Linked DNA regions of Mus musculus: region 2 is linked to region 1. The links are chromatin contacts, called in public Hi-C maps. All regions are on one chromosome and are shown on one strand. The core of a region is the stretch at or near the end of the contact, and the rest is flanking DNA. Distances in the headings are between cores, read along the strand shown. Region 1 holds the start of Ndufa4 (Ndufa4, mitochondrial complex associated). Region 2 has its middle 93 kb from the start of Gm35961.

The links. Hi-C and Micro-C count contacts between places; a contact is called where the count stands out from the background.
Region 2: a contact with region 1 is called in a Hi-C map of cortical neurons, with 3 times the contacts expected there. The contact joins the enhancer-like site here to the promoter of Ndufa4 in region 1. A contact is called at or near these places in 4 of 39 promoter capture datasets (cranial neural crest, embryonic stem cells, frontonasal cranial neural crest and 1 more), 3 of 484 Hi-C or Micro-C datasets (Sertoli cells and cortical neurons) and 8 of 115 datasets of contacts at active chromatin or transcription factors (astrocytes, embryonic stem cells, epiblast stem cells and 1 more).

What each region holds. Positions count from the first base shown.
Region 1 is chr6:11,905,204-11,909,716 of GRCm38.p6, forward strand. Ndufa4 (Ndufa4, mitochondrial complex associated) reads right to left here and starts at 2,247. Exons shown (of 4, transcript NM_010886.3): 1 at 2,121-2,247; 2 at 817-905; 3 at 1-59. The coding sequence starts at 2,162. It also overlaps a transcript of Phf14 not described here.
Region 2 is chr6:12,258,469-12,262,981 of GRCm38.p6, forward strand. No RefSeq gene overlaps it. Among named protein-coding and RNA genes, the nearest start is that of Gm35961, 93 kb to the left of the region's middle. Within about 2 kb of position 1,968, at least 22 of the 459 cell types and tissues checked have an H3K27ac peak or open chromatin away from gene starts, as enhancers often do. A contact at or near this core is called in cortical neurons, where this site is marked.

The sequences.
Region 1 (4,513 bases), core at 997-3,496:
TATATTGTTCATTGGGACCCAGTTTGTTCCATGGCTCTGGGTTGTTCTTTCTGTCCCAGCTAAAATGGATAAAATATTGTAATTATTATAGTAATGAAACACTACTTACAATAGTATTTTAAAAATACTTCCTTAGAAGCTAGTACTTTGAATAAGTCAATCTCACTTTTTATTAGGCATTACTTTCATTACAGAGCTAAACAGAAGTAGAGTTTATAGGTAAACAAGCATGTAACTGGTAAAATCACAGAACACCACTCTTTGGGATATCTGTCTACATCCCTGTCTTTATAACAGAAATGTTTGTATTTGGCTTTTATCATTTTCCAACTAAAAAAAAAGACCAGTTTATTGAGGAAAAAGTAGGTTACACTCACATACAACAGGAATCGTGGTTACGTATTTCATAAAAAGCAACTGCTGTCAGGCATGATGGTGCATGCCTTTAATTCCGGCACTAGAGAGGCCAACCTGATTTACACAGTGAGTTCCAGGACGGCCAGATGTATAGTGTGAGGATGCCTCCAGCCATAACATAAACAAGCAAACAAACAACAACAACAAAAAAAACCTCAAGTGCTATCCAACCTTCAAAATGTAAGAGTTGGTATTAGCAATTCTACTTGACCAATATGAAACTACAACTTGGGGAGGCGAGATTGAGATGAGCTCACGAAGCCAGCCAAGTAAAAGTCAGCAGCCCTGGGCTGACTGCAAAGCTACAAACTGTAGTTGTTTCTACTCTGTGACTTCTCCCGTGACTGGGGCCCCCAGCCAGATGATTAGCCATCCAAATATTAAAGCATTTACACTCACCTGACATCTGGATTAAACAGTGCCAAGCGCATCACATACAGTGCTGCTCCAGTACCCCCTGCTCCAATAAATACGAAGAGAGGAATCAACTAGAAACAAATAGACAAAGAAGAGTAGCCATCATCACATCCCTTGATCTTGTCCAAATAAGGGCACACTGGTTCCTTTCTATATAAGCCAACCTCTAAATCTGCTATTTGGCTAATTTGTCCTACAATGGGAATAACGGTTGAACTTGGATTGAAGCAGTGTTTCTTTCAATTGTATTCTAAAGGCATGATCTCTGTAAAAAGACATCAGGATGGTGTTGGCTTAAGAGTCCAACTTCCTTACATGGATTAAATTATATGAACAAATAATCCTATCAAGTACATTCACCTCTGTAAGTCTTGAACAGCATTCCCATTAAATTTCATTGCTTCCCTGGAAGTAACGAGATATACTTCCCTGGTAGGCTGGGAGCGGAATCTCTTCGGGAACTACTGAAAAGTGGCCCTTAAAAGTTCTGTGAGCCAGGCAATGTGGCGTACACCTTTGATCCAGCAACTGGGAAGCAGAGGCAGGCAGATTTCTGAGTTTGAGGCCAGCCTGGTCCACAGAATGAGTTCCAGGACAGCCAGGGCTATACAGAGAAACCCTGTCTCGAAAAACCAAAAGTTCTGTGAACATAATCTCTGTGAAATAAAGAGCATAACTAGCGGACAGAAATGCCTATTAAAAGCACTAGTTTTAGGAATGAACTCTGAAAACAGACTGCAGTTAATTTTGCTGAGTATTTAGAAAACCAGGCTTAAGGCAAAGATGAAGGCCCATCAGTGGGAGTTTTAGGTACACAGCATCCTCTATCGAGCTATACTGGACGAAAGTGACAGGTCAAGAAAACTTAAATCAATTTTGCCAGTGTCAAGTTTTCCAAGCAAAGTGGGGATTACACGATGACGATCCCTTGCACTTCTGAAGGTTTGGTGGTGCAATGCAGTGACTCTAAAAGCCGCAAAGAGCAGCATAACAAACTTGGCCTCTCTTGGATTCTAATCACTCAACGTACCACTCACCCCTCTTGGGACCAAGTAATCTGAGAGCCACAGTGTTCCAACACTCAGAATGTTTACCTTTCTCCCTGATCTCTGCCACCTTCTGCTTCAGGCAACCTCACCTCCACCCCAGGTAGAGGCTTCAAGCAATCAGGTCATCCCAACAACAGAATGTAACCCCAAGGAACAGAGAAAAGAGAACGTCCCCAGGGGACACGGGCAGGAGCAACCACAGCTAAGAGGCCACCCTGGCAAAGACCGTGAACTTACGCTGGGATGCTTCTTGGCTTGCCCGAGGATCTGGCGGAGCATGTTTGCGGCACAGGCCTACCTACACGCAGAGAGAAGATTAGGACACACGCTAAGCCGCTTCTGCAACCTGGCTGAGCGGACGTCCAAAGTCACCCAGGACCTCCTACCTGAAGGACCCCTGGCGCTGAGGGCAGCCTGCAGCAGGAAAGCCCGGATGCGGCTGTCCTCTAAGGTGCCTGAATAGGTAGTCAGCCCTCGCGCGATTGCCCTAAATGTCCCGACCACTTCTTCGCATTTTTGAGTTCATGATCCATCAGTTCTCCACCATGCATCTTTTTGATAGGTTTATTTTTTTATTTTTTGCATAGCAGGCAGAGCGTCTCGACTGGTGAGACAGGCACTTTTCAGGACGGCATGCGTATAGACCAGGGTCATCCGGCGGTCCGCTGGCAGTGCGCTCGGCGGGCGCGGCTTCCTTAGCGGCGCCTCCCGGCCAGGGCCGCGCGTGGACGCGCTTGGGGGCGCGCGTGTGGGGCGCGCGCCGCGCCGCCCGGAGGGCCCCGGAGGGAGCTGCCAGGCGCCTCTGCAGGCTCAGCGCCCAGATCCCGCAGGACAGGTCGAGTCTCCAGCCGCCGGGGTCAACGGCTGCGGTTTAAGACTGCAGCTGCTTCCTGACTTTCACTGGCGCTTAGGGACAGAAGTTGAAACACTAGTAAGTGACTTAAAGCTGGCCATAGTTTCTACAATGTGATTTCTAGATTCTTAGGTCGTGGCACTATTGAAGAGTTGTCGCCCCCCAAAGAAGTTTTGCAACATGCCACCATCTCTTTTTGGTCCAGATATTGAATCCTTAAAAGTATCTTCATTGGCCGTGTTGCTGAACTTAACCTTTTCTACCATCCTAAGTCAATGTTCATTTATCTCTTTGCAAATTTACTTTTACCCAAAAGTTCTTCCTTGGGGCAGGTTTAATGGGCACTTTCGAATCACAGCCAACAATTTGGACTCCCTACACATGTTAAAACGTTTCAAATAATAAGGAGAGGGTTTCGCCGAAACTGCTAAACTGAACAGGTAGCATTAGCCCAGTACAGGCTTCAGGTGGCGGTGTATAAGGAAGACAATTCACATGAAGGCATGAAGCACACAGTCTACCATTTAAAAGGGAAGGCAAAGTAGGAGCCACATCCGAGGCAGGGACCACTTATGCAAGGACTTTATGTTCAGGACTTTCAGAAGTTCACCAATAAGATTATATGGTTGAAAAGAATTCCTTTGGCTATGAAGAATGGAGTAGATAAAAGGGCTATTGTAGTTGTCCATGTGAGAGAATTTTTAGTTGTCCTGGGGGTGGGGAGGAATGTACTGATTGGGGAAAAAAAATCACCAAAAATATCAGAGAAAATTTTGTGGTATCAACAGAACTTGATAGTTGGATGGTTATGGGTGAATGAGTGAAAAAGAATAAAAAAAAAAGAGTAAATCAGAACTTTAGTGGTGAGCAGCTGTGAACATATCCATGCCAATTACTGAAATAATGGATGAGTGTGTATGCAAAACCCACGGTATTTCTCGAGAGCAGAATACTCTAGAATATCTAGAGTAGACAATAGATGGAGTGGTTTTGTTTCTTAGGAAATGAGCTGTATGACTGCTAAAGTCAAGTCACTTTACTTTCCTCACTCTGTCTCCTCAGTAGGACATAGAGTGAGAAAAGACTCAGGATCAAACTGAGCAATTCAAGTATGTTTGTTTGAATAAAACAAGGAGGGGGCCATGGATGATAAACTGAAGGTTATGCATATAAAGGCTGGCATGGTTTGTTTTCTCTCTCTCTCTCTCTCTCTCTCTCTCTCTCCCTCTCTCTCTCTCAGAAAACTTTTGCTAAGTACCTACTCTGTACCATATCTTGTTGCTTTTGCTTTTGGTTTGGCAGGCCTCTGACTCAAGATCCTCCTGCCTCAGCCTTCCAAGAGTTGGCATTGCAGACATACACCTCCATGAACAACATTCAGCTTCTAGGGATTTAGTATTGAGGGGAAAAAAAAATACGTACCATGTTGACTAAGAAGAGCAGGAAATAAACAGATAACTTTATATAACTATAGATGTGCCACTAAAATAAATAACAGTGAAAAGTGACATGGGAGAGGCAGAGGAAAGATTACTTTAGCTAGAGTGGGCAAGGAAAGATGCCCCTGGGGATATCATCTGAGTTGAAAACTAGACGAAAAGAAGAAATTACCAAGGTATGATAACAAACAGCAAGAGGCATGAGTGACTGGTCCAGACATAGCAATGGAGGAGAGAAAAAGGAGATCACCGAGAGAGTAACAATTTTGGTAATCCTTTATATACTATGGTAATGAGTATGCTTATATTAAAAATCAGTACAGAAAGTACTCAGATGT
Region 2 (4,513 bases), core at 718-3,217, 350 kb after region 1:
AGGGCAGCCAGGAACAATGAGGTATTCTCCCAGGGAGTGGCCATGCCATTGTAAACCATTTCATGTGTCTAATGCGCAAGGGCAGAAACCTCCAATTCTTTTGAATTTGATGAGTCTGTTGTAAGTGCATCTCATCCAGCACAATAGTAGGATGTGGGAGTCTCTGGCCCTGCAGAAGAAACTTCACTGGCACACCAAGTACCAAGTCTTTGAGGAGAGGGTGCCTATCATGTATGTATAACACGGTAGCCCAAGAACTGTCGGACTTATCACAAGGCAAGAAGCAATCAGCTATTATCACTTAATGTGGAGCACATTATGATATCTATATGTGGTACCAACAGATGCCATGGCCAGTTCCACATTAGTGACTTGCTTTCACTACGTGACACCTAGGTCTCTTCAAAGCATTGATGTATGGTATAATACCAGACTATACTGGAAGAGCAAAAGGACTATCTCTGAACGAAACAAAAGGGGCAGAGATTGCCACAGCAGTGTAGGGATGCTCTGAGCAGTGGGGGATTCTGGAGGGCAGAGTGAGGGATGAGATGTCGAGGAGTTGACAGCCTTTGAATGCAGTGGAGTGACAGCGCCATTCATTGTCCCCAGGCTGAGTTCTGCCTAATTCACAGAACACAGTGACTTAAGAGTTCTCTTCTTCTACTTGTTTCCTGTGAGAGATGGGGGCTGTTGGTTGCTAGGGTTACCGTCTAAATGTGAACTCAACTGACATGGCATCTCTTAATAAGGGCAAGTCCTTCATGTATTTTTGAGAGCGCACCGGTGACAAAATCCTCCTCAGTTTAGCAGGAAAATACCGCAAGAGTAAATTGTCAATGACAACATCAGTGTCCTCTCTCGGCTTCAGGGATTAAGTGAGCAGCAGCCACTGTCAGGCTCTGATGTGACTTCAGGATTCCTTAAAAACAGCAGCTAAATTAAAGGTCCCTACCTGAGGGGAGGGGAATCCTGCTTTCCCAGCAGGGGAGATACCTTGATTAAAGCTCAGCCTGACCTTCCTGCTTCATCTCCACGGAAATAGAGACGGGTTTCCTAAATGGCAGGACTTTTACAGAATCATAATGCACAAGGACCAGGGTGCCGAGCGCGGAATTTCCATCTTCATTCCTGAAGCCCGCATAGGAGAGAAAATAAAGGAGGGCCTCTATTATTTGTTATCAAGAGAGAGCAGCCCTCCTTTCCTTGTTTCTTTTGTGCAGAGACACAATTATCTGTAGAACAAGTAATTCATTCTTCAGCCCTTTAGATTGCTTTTCTGCACACCGAGTTCTTGGGTTATTATCGTTTAGTGGATGCCAATGGTGTGATGGGAAGGCTTCGATGCTGAGGGTGATATGTATTGGTAAAGAATTCGCTCGGGGGAAACAGCCCAAGCTTCGGGGAATTTAAAACAAAAGCGAAGCCCCACAGGACCAATCTGTTTCATACTTAATGAGGATGAAATAAGCCTGCGGATTTTTTCCTTGTATGTTCTTTGATGTTCCATTAAGTCATAATTACTTAAATTACAAAATGTGCTGGTAGCCTATGGAATTTAAAGGACTTTTTCTCTTTTAAATCACAATGTGTAGGAGGAAAACAATTTCTAACAAATCAGGGAATATATCCACTGCAGTGTTGTATTGGGTTTTTTTGCGCATTAAATTTTAAAAATTAATAAAATTGAGTCTTCGTGTTATTAACACCCTCCATTTAACACAATTTGCATCTGGAGCATAGAGCCTCGTTTCTTTGTGATACTTAGGAAAGATCAAAATGTTCACAGTAATAGTTGGTTTGAGAGCGAGTTCCAGGAGAAACAGTAGAAATGTTTATTAAAGGCAGAAATCTGAATGTTTTGTCCATTGCATTTTTATATGATTAGTAAGCGTCACAATCAGTCTCAGTGATTGTAAACTCACAGAAGAGAGGACGGTGATTGTCTGAAGGGCAGCAGTCCCATAAAAAGGAGATGCATGCAGCGTGTGGAGAGTGAGTTACCTCATCTCTAACAGCACCAAGTGCCCTACAGTGTTCCTGCAAAAAGACACCGTGTGTCCAATAAAACGTCACCTATGTCTACAGAGGCGAGGAATGCATTATCTCAAGTCACTGTTACTAGAACAAATGAGATGTGTTTGTACTTAGCAGCTGTAAGCATGAAGCAGATGGGAGAGATACAGAAAGGGAGAGAGAGAGACAGAGAGAGACAGAGAGAGAGACAGAGACAGAGACAGAGACAGAGACAGAGACACAGACACAGACACAGACACAGACACAGACACAGACACAGACACAGACACAGACACAGACACAGACACAGACACAGACACAGAGAAAGGAAATCAAGAATTAAAATGGAAGCAAACCCCAGCAGTGTACTTAGCAAAAGTGAGGATATGCTACCCTCTGGTGGCAAACCATAGTACCGACATGCGCTATGTGGATTGAGCAAAACCTGATTGGGTTTTGATTGGTTTTTTTTTTTTTTTTTCTGTTTGTTTGTTTGTTTGATTGTTTTAAATCAGAACAAGTATCTGAGCATTCTGCTAGCATCGACACAGTGTTTAATCCCTCCACCAACCTTCTGATACAGAGAGCTAAATCTACACCAATTATATTTGTCTGTTTTGTGTTCACAATATCGTGAATTCGTGTTTCCCCCCAAAAGATGTTAATTCTCTTCCATCAGCGTCTTCCTCTTCTTCTACCTGGCATTGGATTATAACGTGGACAGAGTTTATAGCCTACTCTGTAAAATAACGTGGAGAAATCTAGACATTTCAGGAGTTTGCTGCTTTTAAAAATGGTAATTCATGTACAGAAGTTGGAGTAAATATAAATAAAAACTGAAGACACAATTGAAGCCAACTGTGAAAGAGACCCCAGAAAAATGAAATGGAAATAAGAACCTGCCTTCCTCCGCACAGCTGCCTCCCTTCTCAGTGGCCGCTGTCTCAGCCTTGGCACACTGATTCTTGCTATTCAAGTGAGGCGTGTTCTCTCTCTCTGACAATTGCCACGTGTGTTCCCTTACAGCTTCTGCTGGGTAATTTGTCATACCTGTGGAGATTCTGATTTTTTTCTCTTTTGCTCATAATGGGAATATTGTGCTTCAACCTATTGTATTTTAGTTTCATGTTTGCAACACTTCAAAAACTGTGCCCTTTACCGTCTTTTGATTGTTTGTTTTGTTTTGTTTTGTTTGTTTGAGGAAGGGTCTCACCCAGTAACTTGGGCTACCCTTGAATTCATAGTCCTGCCTGTGGACTGAGATTACGGACACAAATGACTCTGGTTGGCTTTAAATTTAGTTGCTATGAGAGTTAGAATTTTTTTCCTTTAATTTTTCCTTTAATCATAACCTTCAGGAGGCAGATGCAAGCAGATATCCTAGTTCAAGGCCAGCCTGGGTTACAGATTGAATTTGAGGATAGCCAGAACTATACAGAGAAACTTTGTCATGAAAAACAATGAGAGAGAGAGAGAGAGAGAGAGAGAGAGAGAGAGAGAGAGACTCTGTCTCCTGCAAACATATTTTCTGCATCAATCTTTATAATTCAGTGTTTGCTCCTCCTACTGGTACATCTGCTATATGGATTCCTCTGCTCAAGTGCCTAAGTATCATAGCACACATTTATTTCACAGTGGCTTATTTTAGGTAAACCTAAAAATGCAATAAAGAGAAATTCTTGAGGAGTAAACATTCAGGTTCACATTGAATATAACATTAATCGATAATTTGGATGGCAAAGAGAATACTTATTTTCAGCGACAATGTCTGTTTTCTTTTGTACATCTTGGCAGTTATGACTTCTGAACCGTCAGACTGTGTGCTTCAGTTAAAACTTCATGTGTCCCATAATTCAGTGTGACGTTCATGATGAGTCTTCATGATAAGGCAGTCGCCGTAGAGCATGCCGTGCCCTGGGATGTCTCTGACTCACTAATAAAATTATGGGCACACATTGTGCTAGAAGAATCATCGAAGAGAGTGATAAAAGAATTACAGTGGTTTGTAGGAACGAATAAGAACTATCCTTGATGCAACCAATGGGTATCCTAAGATGGCTTCTGCCAGTGTCTCGGGTTAATGATGACCCGAGCAAGAGCAGAAACGACCATTACCAGAAACGCAGGGACAGCCTGTTGTCTCTGGTTGCACTGATGGTTTAGGGCTGTTGGATTTTTACAAAGTGTTCTGAAATAATCAGAGACTTGATTCCAAAGTCAGTACCGCCAAAAGGAAGAGTCCAATGATGAAAAGCACCTAGGCTGTACCTGGCAGTAACCTGCTGGCCGAAAGCCTCTTGACAGGTGGCCGTGACTGTGGCGTGTTCTCTCAGTCCTGGGGAGACAGTGTGTTCCTCTGCTGTGACGTTGTGAGTCTCTCTGCAAAGCACACTCTCCTGCCAGCTTTTACAGCAGTTGACCGCAATCGGTGACCTGGTTTCAGCTCTAGGTGTTCTTAGATGGCCTCATTCTGCTTCAAAGCATTGCGTTTGCTAGA